Regions from separate parts of the Mus musculus genome. Here all the other regions are linked to region 1. The links are chromatin contacts, called in public Hi-C, capture Hi-C and promoter capture Hi-C maps. All regions are on one chromosome and are shown on one strand. The core of a region is the stretch at or near the end of the contact, and the rest is flanking DNA. Distances in the headings are between cores, read along the strand shown. Region 1 holds the start of Klk15 (kallikrein related-peptidase 15). Region 2 holds the start of Lrrc4b (leucine rich repeat containing 4B). Region 3 overlaps 1700008O03Rik (RIKEN cDNA 1700008O03 gene). Region 4 holds the start of Zfp819 (zinc finger protein 819).

Region 1 (2,889 bases), core at 275-2,774:
CTGTAGCCTCCACCTGTGTCCTCTCCTGCTCCCTATCCCTGGAGGGGCCTCTGTTCCTTTTGGCATTGGCAGACCCCAGCATTATTCAATAGCCACCTGGGTCTCTCTCTCTCTCATCCCCGTGGCCCTGGGTCAGGACTCTATCCAGCCTCTCATGGGGACAGACTCCTGGGTCCCCTTTAGTCTAGCACTCCTGTACACAAAGCCCTAGAGAGCTTACCTCCCTCCTTCCCTTCCTTCTTTCTTTCCTCTCTCCTTCCTCTTGGGTACAGGGGTCAGGGTAGGGTGCTGACCTAAGCAGCTGGATAACTGCACTGAGCCATACCCCTCCTCCCTTATTTGATGGAGTCTAGAAATGCCCTCTACCACCAAGCTACATCCCCAGCCCTCTTTTTGCTATTCACTGTGAGACAGAATCTCACTAAGTTACCCAGGCTAGCCTTGAACTCTCCACCTTCATGCCTTAGTCTCTCAGGTGTCGGATGACAGGCTTTCACTACCACATCTGGCTTCTACAGCAGAGCTGAGGACTCCTTTCTCCTGCTCACAGCTTCCCATGGACCTCTAATAGTTCTTAAATAAAGTCCCATATGCTCAGCAGTACTTAGAAAGGCTGAAATGCCTCCTCCCCTTCCAGCCTGCCCAGCTGGGTCTCTGTGACCTTGCCCTAGGCGTAGCCAGTGCTGGAATTCGGCCTGCAGTTTTACACCCAGACATTGCTCAGCTTGTCCCTTGTCTTGACCTTCTCTGACCCCCTCCCTCCCCAGACTCTCTGTGGTATCTCCTAATCAGACTGAGAACTCCTAAGCAGACCCCACCGGACTGACCCTGGATTCCCAGGTGTTAGAGTTAAACACCCAGTGTTAGGGTCTGGTCCACGGAGAAACCTCAGGAAATTTGGGGGAGTGAATTCTAGTCCTTCTCATCTTGCTATTCTCTCTTCCACCTCAGTCTGAAAGACCTGGGAAGCCTTGGAAGAGCAAGACATGGCAATCCAGAGGCAATGTCATTAAGATTCCATGGCCCCTGTCCTGCCCCTGCATGGTAGCAGTGACCTGGCTGTTCACCACTCCTTATCCTCAAGGAGGATGGAGTCAGGTCAGACCCTCCTGTCCCCAGCTCTGGCCAGCTTGAAACCTGGCACTGGGGACACTTTAGGGAGGTTGTTCTGAACTGACTTGACCAGTGATAAGTGCTGGCCATGTTCTTGGCTCTGTAACAAGTGTTTTCAGGGATGTCCTCCTGGTTCACCCTATTCCCTCCCCCCGCCCCCCTCAGCCTAGGCTCTTTCTAGAAGCTTCGAGACATTTTCTTGGTTCAAATTCAACTTGAAGCAACAGGAAAAGGACACAGAAGACCCAAATCCCTTGACAACTGGTCATTCAGGGTAGTATTTGCCTCCTGGACACCAACACATCTGCAGGGTCCCCCTCTCCAATCTCACCCACTTTCCCAAGTTCTCTCTCAAAGATCTCACCCCCTCCGGGTCCTCCAGTGACATCGGGGCAGCTGGGATGCCGGAAGGGGAGCAGACACTGAAAGCCTGCTTTTATAAGCTCCTAGCCCAGCCTGGGTCTCGGGGTGGGGCTGGGTAGAGTGGAGAGAGAGGCAGTGGAGGGCCAGGTTTACAGGCTGGACGCCATGGTGACTGGTGGGATGGGAGACGAGGTTCCTATAATGAGCGTTTATTAGTCTGAAGCCGTTGTCTGAGTCTGCAAGGAGAAATTCCACCCAGGGGCAGTTCCCTCGGAGGGAGGGGACAGGAGGGCAAGAGCAGAAGCTGGGATGGCAGTGCAGTGCAGAGACAGAAATTCTGGGTAGCACTGGAAGCTGATTTTTAAGGTCATGCTTCTTGGACCCCAGAGAGACTTTTAGAGCTTTGGTCTTTTTGTTGTTTTGAGACAGGCTCTTGCGTAAGTGGTTCAGGCTAATCTGACTTTAGACTTGAGATCCTTCTGCCTCAGCCTCCCAAAGGCTGGGATGACAGGTGTGGGCCACCATACCATCTTGAATCTGGACTTATGTTAGCATATGGACTGGGAAGGTCTCGGATCTGGTTGTCATGACCTGAAGTCTAGAGTGTGAGTTTAAATCTTTCTGTTTTGTTTTGTCTTGTTTTCGAGACAGGGTTTCTCTGTGTAGCCCTGGCTACCCTAGAATTCACTCTGTAGACCAGGCTGGCCTCAGACTCAGAGATCTGCCTGCCTCTGCCTCCCAAGAGTGGGGATCAAAGGTGTGAACCACCACCGCCTGGTTAATTAATTTTAGATTTATTCATCAAAATATATTAAATTTTCACACACACGCACATGTGCATGCATAAGCCAGATATCAACTCTGGGTGTCTCCCAGAAATGACTTAGGGAGTTTTGAAAAATTTTTCTAATTTTTTATGTGTATGCTTACATGTGTGGGCTTGTGTGCAGGTGCTCCTGGAGGCAGAGGCATCGAATGCCGCAGGAACCAGAGTTACAGAAGTTTGGTTGTGCTGCTTGCTACCTGACATGGGTGTTGGGAACGAGACTTAGGTTCCCTGGAAGAGCAACCTGTATTCTTAATGCTGAGCCATCTCTCCAGCCCCTCTACCGTGTCTTTTGAGCAGAGTCTCTCAGTGAGACTTGGAGCTTCCTGATAGACCCAGGCTAACTGGTCACCCAGCTCCAGAGACCCACCTGTCCCCATCTTCCCAGTGCTGGATGACAAGCTCTCGTTGGTTTTCTGTGTAGGTCCTGAGTATTGAACTCAGGTCCTCAGGCTTGCATGCCAAGTACTTTGTTAACTGAACCATGTTGTGATAGAGAGTTTACTTTTGAAATCTGAGGTTCAATGCCTGAAGTAATCCACAGCCTGGGCTCAGAACTGTGAATAGCTTTTGAGATCTCAGGCTTG
Region 2 (2,889 bases), core at 201-2,700, 510 kb before region 1:
AGGGAACACAGCCTGTGGCGGGACCTGTGCCAGCGGCTGTCGCAGGACAGGGCTGAGGAGCTGATGGAGTGGGGATGGAGCAGTAGGGACCCCCATGTCTGTGTCTGGGATGCAGGAATTCAGGGTCATTGTACACCCCCCCCCATCCTATCCCCTGTTTTCCTGAGTCCCGGGGGGAGGGACTCAGGCTAACCAAATGGCGCGCAGATAGGGCAGTGACTGCAGCCAGCACAGCAGGCGCCCTTCCTATGCATCAGCCGCTCCTGCCTGTGGAGGGCGGAAGCTGCTGGATTTTGTGCCTTGTCAAGGCCCACTGGGTGGCAGAGGGGGTCTGGCCTCAGGACTTACCCTCTGGCTCCCAATGGTCCCTCCACATGGCACCCCTGAGTGCTCACACACATAGAATCCCCTGAAACGGGGGGGCAGTAGGGGGAGAGGGGTCCCCATAAACATGATCACCCACCCACTCACACAAACAGCAGAGACAGACACACCCTCACACACGGCCTCTCTAATCCATGGACACAGGGCTGCCTGCCCCCCATGCAGGTGCGCATGAGCGCGCAAGCACGCGAGCGCGCGAGCAAGCACACACACACACACACACACACACACACACACACACACACACACACACTCCTGTAGCCTCCAAGATTTTAACCCAGATAGAAATATGTGTGCCGCCGCCGTGTATTGGAGCAAGTGTGTGAAGGCAGGGCTGGAAATGGAGACAGAGATGGAGACAGAGATAAAAAGAAACAGAGATGGAGACAGAGAGACAGACCAAGAGAAAATGACAGAGATGGTGAGAGGCACGGAAACAGAGACAAAGATAGAAAAGGGGGGGAAAAGACAAAGACAAAAACCGGCACAGAGATAGACAGAGGCCAAGGGACAGAGACCGTGACAGAGAGGCAGAAACAGAGAAATAGACAAAAAGACGGAGATGGAGAGATGGACCCAGGAGCAGAGACTGACAGGATCAGAGAAGCGGAGGCACGAGAGACCGAGAGATAGACAGAAAGACAGAGAGGCAGAACCCCCCCACCCCCCCACCGCCTCAGGGCTGGCCACCACACGCTGCCTTCACTAGCTTGCCTCGGCAGGGGCCGGGGGCCTTTGTTCCCACACATGTGGCCAGGGAGCTTTCTCCTCAGTCCACTCGGCTCCACGATCCCCACTTCCTGATACTCTGGCAACGACCAGCCAAGGGTCTGTGCTCACCGAGCCCACCATCCCCCAGGCCAGCGCCCGGGTCTCCTCCCCCACCAAGGCTGCCAGTGCACACCCCGTCGAGGCTTCTGCAGTAGCAGCTCCCCTCCCTCCCCTCCCGCCTCTCCTGCCACCACCATCTCCTTGTCCTTGTCTCCCCGCTCCCAGAGCACACACTCTGAGGGACACTCACCCTGGCGGCTTGGCTTCCGATGGCCTTCTCTCTGTGCCCCAGGCCCCCCCCTCCACATGCCTGCAGTTGCCCGGGGCCCTGCCACCCCAGCTTCCTACTGCTTCCCGTTGAGCTTGTGCTGAGGGGGGGGGCGCAGGGGCTTCTTGGGTCTCCCTGCACCCCCCCCCGTCTGTCGCCCTCCCCACCCTCTAGGGGAGCCTGGCCTTTTTCTCTTGGCCACCACACGAGCAAGCCCTTGCCTCCTGTGGTCCTGTGTCCCCCACTTTACTCCCCCCAACACCAGCTTCCTTTCTCTTCACTCACAGACACAGCCTCTGCCCCTCTCCCCAGCTCCCCGACTCTGTCTTGTCTCCCCGAGGACCCCCAGACCTCTTGTCGGTCTGTCCTCCTCCTCCACTGTCCCTGTCAGTCTGTCATTGCTGGGAGCCTGGCTCAGTCAGGTTCCCACTGTCCGTCTGTCTGTCCTGGGGCCTGCCTCCTTGTCTCTCTCCCAGCTCTGCCTTGCTCCCTTTCTCTGCGATTACAATTTCTAGTCACACGGCAGTGCAGAGCCCAGCTCGCTCCCTCCCCGCCCCCTCCCTCCTTCTTTCTCTCCTTCCAGCGGGGAGGGCGCTCCCTTCCTCCTTCCCTCCACCCTCACTCAACTCCCCCCTCCCAGCTAGCTCGGCCAGGGGGTGGCCTCCCCCTCCCCCGCTAATCAAAGGCTCCGTTATCTAATTAACCCGTTGGTTCTGGGCAGTCAGGGAAGGTCGGGGGAAGCGGGGGAGGAAGGTTGTCGGCTGTGCTGCCAGGGGAGAGGGGTTTGGACTGTGCCAAGCTAGAGCCTCATGGCAGGCACACACACACACACACACACACACACACACACACACACACACACACACACACAGCAGCCTCGGCTGCAGAACCAGGCTGGGCAGCATGGACTCCATGCCGCTGGACCAAGACATCCCTCCTACATCCTCAGGGTCCACCCTGGCGCTCCTGCATCTGCTCTAGGTCCCCCCACTACCTCATGCAGCTGCTGATTCAACCCCATTCCAGTATTCCAGTCAACCTATGCCAGCCAACTTAGGCCCATGTCACCATCAACCTTTCAGCTGAGACCAGCACTCATTCTTGCCACAAAGAAAGCTACCCCTGATGCCAACCCCCCCCCAGCCACAGACTAATACCCACCTCCTGGTGCCCTCTGCAGAACAGGCTGTGAAGCTACACTTTGCTATTCACTTCATGTGTCCCTTCATCTATCCATGCTTCCTTCTATCTGTCCATACAGCCATTCATCTATCTATCCATATACCCATACAGTCATCTATATATCCACCTATCAACCCACTCCTCCATCCAACATCCATCCATCCATCTGTCCATCTATGTATCCACCCTCTACCCATCTATCCATCCTCTTATCTATATATCTATCCTTCCATTTACCTATTTCTTTCCTTGTCCATCCAACCCTTTATCCATGCATCCATCTC
Region 3 (2,889 bases), core at 263-2,762, 430 kb before region 1:
TCCTCCTCCTCCTTCTTCTTCTTTTGGTTTTTTGAGACAGGGTTTCTCTGTATAGCCCTGGCTGTCCTGGAACTCACTCTGTAGACCAGGCTGGCCTTGAACTCAGAAATCCGCCTGCCTCTGCCTCCCGAGTGCTGGGATTAAAGGCATGCGCCACCACACCCGGCTCAAACAATTTCTTCTGACCCTTCTGATAACTGCAGCCCCTTAACTTTGAAATCACCTGTTCAAATAGAATCCTCCAGAACTGTAAAGCACTGTCCATGGCTGGTCTCTGGGAGAGTTTCCCTGTAGGGCGGTTATTACAATTTAATTAGTCTAGTTTTTCAGAATGATCTCGAGTAGCAGATGCCTTCACACCCGAGAGACACCTGTGGTCACCCCTTTTGACAAGAGTGTCATAACCTAGCGGGTCTGTAGGTGGAGTCTTGGACCAGGCTCCAGCCTAGGAGATAAGGGCTGAAGTTGATGCATGCCCACGCAGGAAGACTTTACGCACGTGGAGGTGCTGCAGGCTTTGGAGGCCGAGCTGCCCGGGGCCATGGAAAGCGGGCGCGTGAACAGCATCCGCTACGAGAATATGAATGTCATCTGCGGTACTGCGGGCCGCAGGGACAGGTGAGACCATGCATGGGAGTGGTCTAGGGTGAGAGGCTGAGGAACGTAATTGGGAGAGATGCAGCCAGGGAGCGTAATGCTCCATAAACTGAGCTGGGAGGCGGAATTAGAGTGAGAGTGGGAGAGGGGCGGAGCCTAGCATCAGTGGGGGACGGAGGGGGGAGGACACAGGGGGGGTGGGGGGACGGACACAGAGGGCGTGGAACCTAGAGGAGGCTGGTGGTTGAAGTCAGAGTGTAGAGGCCAGTGAGGGATGGAGCTAAAAGCAACTGAAAGACTTGGAGCCTAGAGTGAGTTGAGAAGAGGCGAGGTGAGAGGATGAGGTCAAGGTGAAGGGGAACAGTGAGTTTTGAGGCCCAGAACCACTCAGAGGGACGGGTCCTAGGTTGAGCGGCACTTTTGGCAAAATCAGAATGAAGATAGCATTGGAGGGCTGGCCTGGGCTGGGTAGCATTTAGGGAGGAGTCAGAGTCAGGATGACATTGTGGGGGCAGGTCCTATGCTGAAGGGCTTTTCTAGCGGAGTCTGAGGAGACAGTAGCGAGGGCGGGACCTGGCGCATTCCCAGGTGAGGTGAACGATCCAGCTGAGAAGACCGCAGTGACGCCCGCAAGCGAAGGGGGCCAGGGTGAACCCAAAGACGTCTCTGGGCCTTCACTTCGCCCACAGGTGGCTCATCACCGTCACAGACTTCCAGACGCGGTCACGCCTGCTGCGCTCCGGGCTCACCCTCCGTGGAACCGCGTACCCACTGGTGCGCCACGACGATTTACTGCTGGGGGACTACCGTTTGCACCTGCGCCGCTCTCTGGTCCGAAGGCGCATGCTCGAAGCCCTCGGGGCGGAGCCTGCCGACGAAGATTGACGCACAGCGGGGGCGGGTTCCAGCTGCACCCCGCCCCCAGACCCGGCGAAACGAGAAGGCGTGGCCTCCCTAGGAAGGAGGCGGGGCCGGCTCGAGGGGGTGGATACTGTGAGTTTAATTATAAAGAATGACCTGATACAAAAGCCATTTCTCTCGGCAAAGTCGTGTTGGGCGTGGGGGGCGGGGCGAACCTCCACTCTCATCCACTCGGCCAGAAACGCCAACCTGGTCACAACCTATCCCTGCGACCTTGCAGGACGAGCTCAACTCCTTTCAAGTCCCCTCCCGCCCCCTTGGAAGACAGTTCTAGGGCTTTTATTTCAGGTTTTTCCCCCTTTTGGATTTGTGTGTTCTAGGGTTTTTTTTTTTAATTTTTATTTTGCTTTGTATATTTTTCTTTTGCTATTGTTTCTCTTTTTGCTTGGTCTCTCCTCTCCACCCCGCTCCCCCATCCAATCCCTCCCCCTTCCCTCTCCCCGCTCCTTCACCCCCACCCCCACCCCTTACGCCCTCCCCAACCCCGCGGCACCCATCCGGAATTAACAAGCCCTTGATAGACAGGCGCCGCGCAGGCCCCCTGCGGACGGGGGGCATCCGACCAGGGGGAGGGGGCGGGTAGGGGCCCAGCGCCACCACCTCTCCAGCCCTCGCCACCCCTCCCCCTCCCGTGACCCTCCCACAAGGTTCCCTGCATTTCCCTGACGTGGTGAGGGGAGGGGGCTGGCCCTCCCCTCGTGGATGGAGCGCCCCAGGGGCGCCTGGGGACAGCTATAGGGAATGGGGTGGGGGGAAGGAGGGGAGCTCCCTTCTTTGGCAGCTGAACATAGGGGGGAACCTGAGGGCGATGCCTTCTCCCCTTTTATCCACAGCAGGGGAGGGGGCTACCTAGGGGAGGAGAGGTGGCTTTAATTCCCAAGCCCCAGAAGCAGGGAGGGGGAACGTGCGGGGAGGGAGGAGCCATGCTGTAAGGATGGGGGCGTAATCTGGGAGAGAAGAAAGGGTTGGGGAGGAGAGGGGAATCTTCGTGCAAAATGGACAGACAGATGAATGGTCTAAGAATGACAGGACTGGGTGACAGCCTAGTGAGCTGGGAGCCAGCGTGCATGCGCAGGGTCTCCTCTCCCTAGGAAAAGCAGGGGGAGGTGAGCGAAGACCTAGGGTGGGTGCAGAAAATGAGAAGAGAGGACTGGCTAAGAGTATGCAGAGAGGCGAATACGCAAACCAAAAAGAGGCCAGGCTCTGCAGGGCAACTGGGGAAAGTCATCTAGAAAGATCAGAACAGCGCAGCAAGCACATCCCATACCTGAGCACCATTAAAGAAGGAAGAAGAAGAAGAAGAAGAAGAAGAAAGAAGAAGAAGAAGAAGAAGAAGAAGAAGAAGAAGAAGAAGAAGAAGAAGAAGAAGAA
Region 4 (2,889 bases), core at 230-2,729, 320 kb after region 1:
CCATTCCACCGCACACACCCAAAAACAACCCCTTAAATATTCAGAGTAGAAGATGACTAACAGCCAAGTTCGCCCAACAGCAATCTGCATACTTGACAAAGGTCATACATCTACCAGCTTTAAAATAAACAGGGAAATAAAATGTAGAGGTGAAACCACAGGGGGTTTTGCTGAGAAAACAGAAGAAGGAACTCGGAAGGATAGGATCCCATATAACTGTGTCCCCTGACTACTCGGCCAATTAAGCAAAAGACAAAAAACAAACAAACAAACAAACAAAAACAAACACAACAACAACAAAAACCTTTAAATTTCTGGGAACTCCCAAGCTACACCACACATTCAGGAAGCAGAAGCAGGAGGATGGCTGCCAAGTTTGAGACCAGCTTGGGCTACTTAAGTAAACCTCTTTAGTCTAGACTTCTGCTTGAGAAAGTTCAAACTAGCCACAGAAGAAGAAGTAACCCCAGTCAGTCATGGAGATTCAAGAGATCAAGAATTGCCTGTCAAGAAGTTTACATAACAAAGCTGTCTGGCAGGGTGTGGCGTCTCCTCCCGATTACCATAGGAGGTAGTACGGGCTGGATCCTAGAAAGAGGAGGCTAGGGTGCTAGGTACTGCCCAAGGAGGCTAATTTGAACTGCCCCCTCCTCTCTGCTTTTCACCATGACTAGCTTAGTCTTTTCAATAGGAGTACTAGACCATGGCCAACCTGTCGGGGCTGCAGAAGACCAATCACTTTCCCTAAAACTTATTTACAGCACCACCCTGCTCAACTGCCCATCACACATCCTTGCCATGTTCATAGGGGTCCCATGGCCATCACGGACTCACCCACATACCTTCAAGGACTCCAATATTCATTCTGGTAATTAGAAAGCTCCAAATGTTTTTTCTTTCTCAGCACCAGCTCCCCTTTGGGAAATATTAGGGAAATGGCCCAAAGATCGGGTCCCCAGCACCTGAACAAAGGCTCCTCTCCCAGTTCTGCGGGCTCGAGCCCACAGCTACGAGCTGTGAAGATCGTTCCATCCCTTCTATCAATTCTGACACTGCTTAGGCTTGGACAGACCAAGGATGCTGAAGCCCCAGTGTAAGTCAAAACCACGAATACACTCATTTTCCATCTTTACTCACTTTTTCGCCTCTCACATGCCAGTGTCTGATCCGGACTCCAGCCAGTCATGGTCTAAAGCAAACACTCCCAGTTATGCAAGCAGCACGGTCGCCCTCACAGACTCACCAGTCCCAGGTTCACAGTAGCCGGCTCCAACGCCACCCTCGACCCTGCTCTCCCGACCCCCACAGGACGCCCACCCCAGCTACGCACCGGCACCCCCCTACAGCTGCCTCAGTCATCACTCAACACAAACCAGCGCTCAGCAGCCAGCATCCTTCCTGCGCAGCCACTTCAGAGAGCTCTGCACGCGGCACGCCGGGTGGACGCTGAGGATTCCCCAGTGTTCAGAATCCAAACTCCCGCGGCGTCCTGGTAACGATAACAACTAACCACGTGACGATCTAAGCGGAAATGGACGCTCTAGGACACACCTACTTAAAATGAACTTCACCTCAGCCACTTTTCTGGCGGAAATCGGTATTGCCCATATACCCTATCGCTTGCAAGCACTAAAGTTGTGTTGCGCATGCCTACCATCACGTGCGAAGATACTCTTTGCCAATAATTATAACGGTGTACACTCTGCCACTACCACCACCCACGCGCCACTCCCATATTGTTATGGCTATGTCCATATTTCAATTATGCGAAAGTCATCATCAGAGTACTTCATTTCCGTACATCCATGGATCATGTGGAATGTCACAGACTAAAAGTCTGAGGCTCCTTAGTCACGAATTTAAGAGACATTTATATTGCATATTCCTAAAAAAATTTCTCCATGTTTTCACACGGACTTAAGACTTTTCTTCTAGTTTTCTAAAACTTGAAAACTAGGAAGAGTTATTGGGAAATGGGAAGTGAAGCCATATGGAACATTAAAGATCTGAAATGAGCCTTCTTGCGAACCAAAAATGAATGTTAGCCCCACCTACCCAGGGACCGGTAACTTCTTGGAATATTGGGAATTGTAGTTCTTTTTGTTGTTGTTTTGGTTTTTTTTTTTTTTTTTTCCCAAGACAGGGTTTCTCTGTGTATCCCTGGCTGTCCTGAAACTCTCTCTGTAGACTAGGCTGGCCTCGAACTCAGAAATCCGCCTGTTCTGGGATTAAAGACCTGCGCCATCACACTGGACTTGGGAATTGTAGTTCTTGGAAAATATCAACCTTCTCATGGCAAAGTACATGGCCTATAGGTTTGTTCTTATAAACGCCTGCAACACGTGGCTGGAGACTGGGAAATTTCAGGGAATGTTTCTGACCTAAGTCCATTTTTGTGTCAGTATTTAATATTTAATGAAGCTTGCTTTAAATTTGGCCCAAAAGCTGGAATTGGTTTTTCTCTGACGAATCTCAGGATTAACACATCCTTGGAACATGTCATGCTTCCCTGAGGAAAAGTATCTATTCTCACTTACAGGTAGAATTTAAAAACGAAATAAAACAGAAATAAACAAACAACAATAACAGCAGCTACAACGGCCAGTGCATAATAGAAACAGTGTTGAACTGGCTGGCGAGGAGGAAAACAAGGATAGGGAGAGGCCAAGCAGCAGCATGTGGGGACGACATGCAGGGACAATTTACAGAGTGAATGACTTGGCCTGATTCAAGGGTCTGAAAGAGATCAGAAAGCCCTGCAAAGTCAAGGATCATATTACCACTCACCCAACATTTGCCCACTATGAGCTGAAAGCCCTATGTGAAGGTCACCATATAGACACTGCCAAACAGACAAAGCCCAGGAACGTCCAACTCTTCCTCCCACTT

The links. Hi-C and Micro-C count contacts between places; a contact is called where the count stands out from the background. Capture Hi-C pulls out chosen DNA fragments and counts their contacts.
Region 2: a capture Hi-C map of embryonic stem cells shows a contact between it and region 1, with 3 times the contacts expected there. The contact joins the promoter of Lrrc4b here to the promoter of Klk15 in region 1. A contact is called at or near these places in 1 of 39 promoter capture datasets (pre-B cells), 1 of 115 datasets of contacts at active chromatin or transcription factors (embryonic stem cells) and 1 of 9 other capture datasets (embryonic stem cells).
Region 3: a Hi-C map of the G1E-ER4 cell line shows a contact between it and region 1, with 4 times the contacts expected there. The contact joins the enhancer-like site here to the promoter of Klk15 in region 1. A contact is called at or near these places in 3 of 15 datasets of contacts at CTCF or cohesin (embryonic stem cells, large pre-B cells and pro-B cells), 17 of 484 Hi-C or Micro-C datasets (B cells, the G1E-ER4 cell line, cumulus cells and 7 more), 3 of 115 datasets of contacts at active chromatin or transcription factors (bone marrow-derived macrophages and embryonic stem cells) and 1 of 9 other capture datasets (embryonic stem cells).
Region 4: a contact with region 1 is called in a promoter capture Hi-C map of adipose tissue. The contact joins the promoter of Zfp819 here to the promoter of Klk15 in region 1. A contact is called at or near these places in 3 of 39 promoter capture datasets (cranial neural crest, embryonic stem cells and liver) and 2 of 9 other capture datasets (adipose tissue and pancreatic islet).

What each region holds. Positions count from the first base shown.
Region 1 is chr7:43,930,310-43,933,198 of GRCm38.p6, reverse strand. Klk15 (kallikrein related-peptidase 15) reads right to left here and starts at 1,524. Exons shown (of 6, transcript NM_174865.2): 1 at 1,478-1,524.
Region 2 is chr7:44,441,048-44,443,936 of GRCm38.p6, reverse strand. It overlaps Lrrc4b (leucine rich repeat containing 4B), which reads right to left and starts at 1,450. Exons shown (of 3, transcript NM_198250.1): 1 at 1,406-1,450.
Region 3 is chr7:44,358,779-44,361,667 of GRCm38.p6, reverse strand. It overlaps 1700008O03Rik (RIKEN cDNA 1700008O03 gene), which reads left to right. Exons shown (of 6, transcript NM_027049.1): 5 at 485-618; 6 at 1,287-1,625. The coding sequence ends at 1,482. It also overlaps a transcript of Shank1 not described here. Among named protein-coding and RNA genes, the nearest start is that of Gm39001, 14 kb to the left of the region's middle. Within about 2 kb of position 1,512, at least 264 of the 459 cell types and tissues checked have an H3K27ac peak or open chromatin away from gene starts, as enhancers often do. A contact at or near this core is called in B cells, the G1E-ER4 cell line, bone marrow-derived macrophages and 5 more, where this site is marked.
Region 4 is chr7:43,605,759-43,608,647 of GRCm38.p6, reverse strand. It overlaps Zfp819 (zinc finger protein 819), which reads right to left and starts at 1,479. Exons shown (of 5, transcript NM_028913.3): 1 at 1,374-1,479.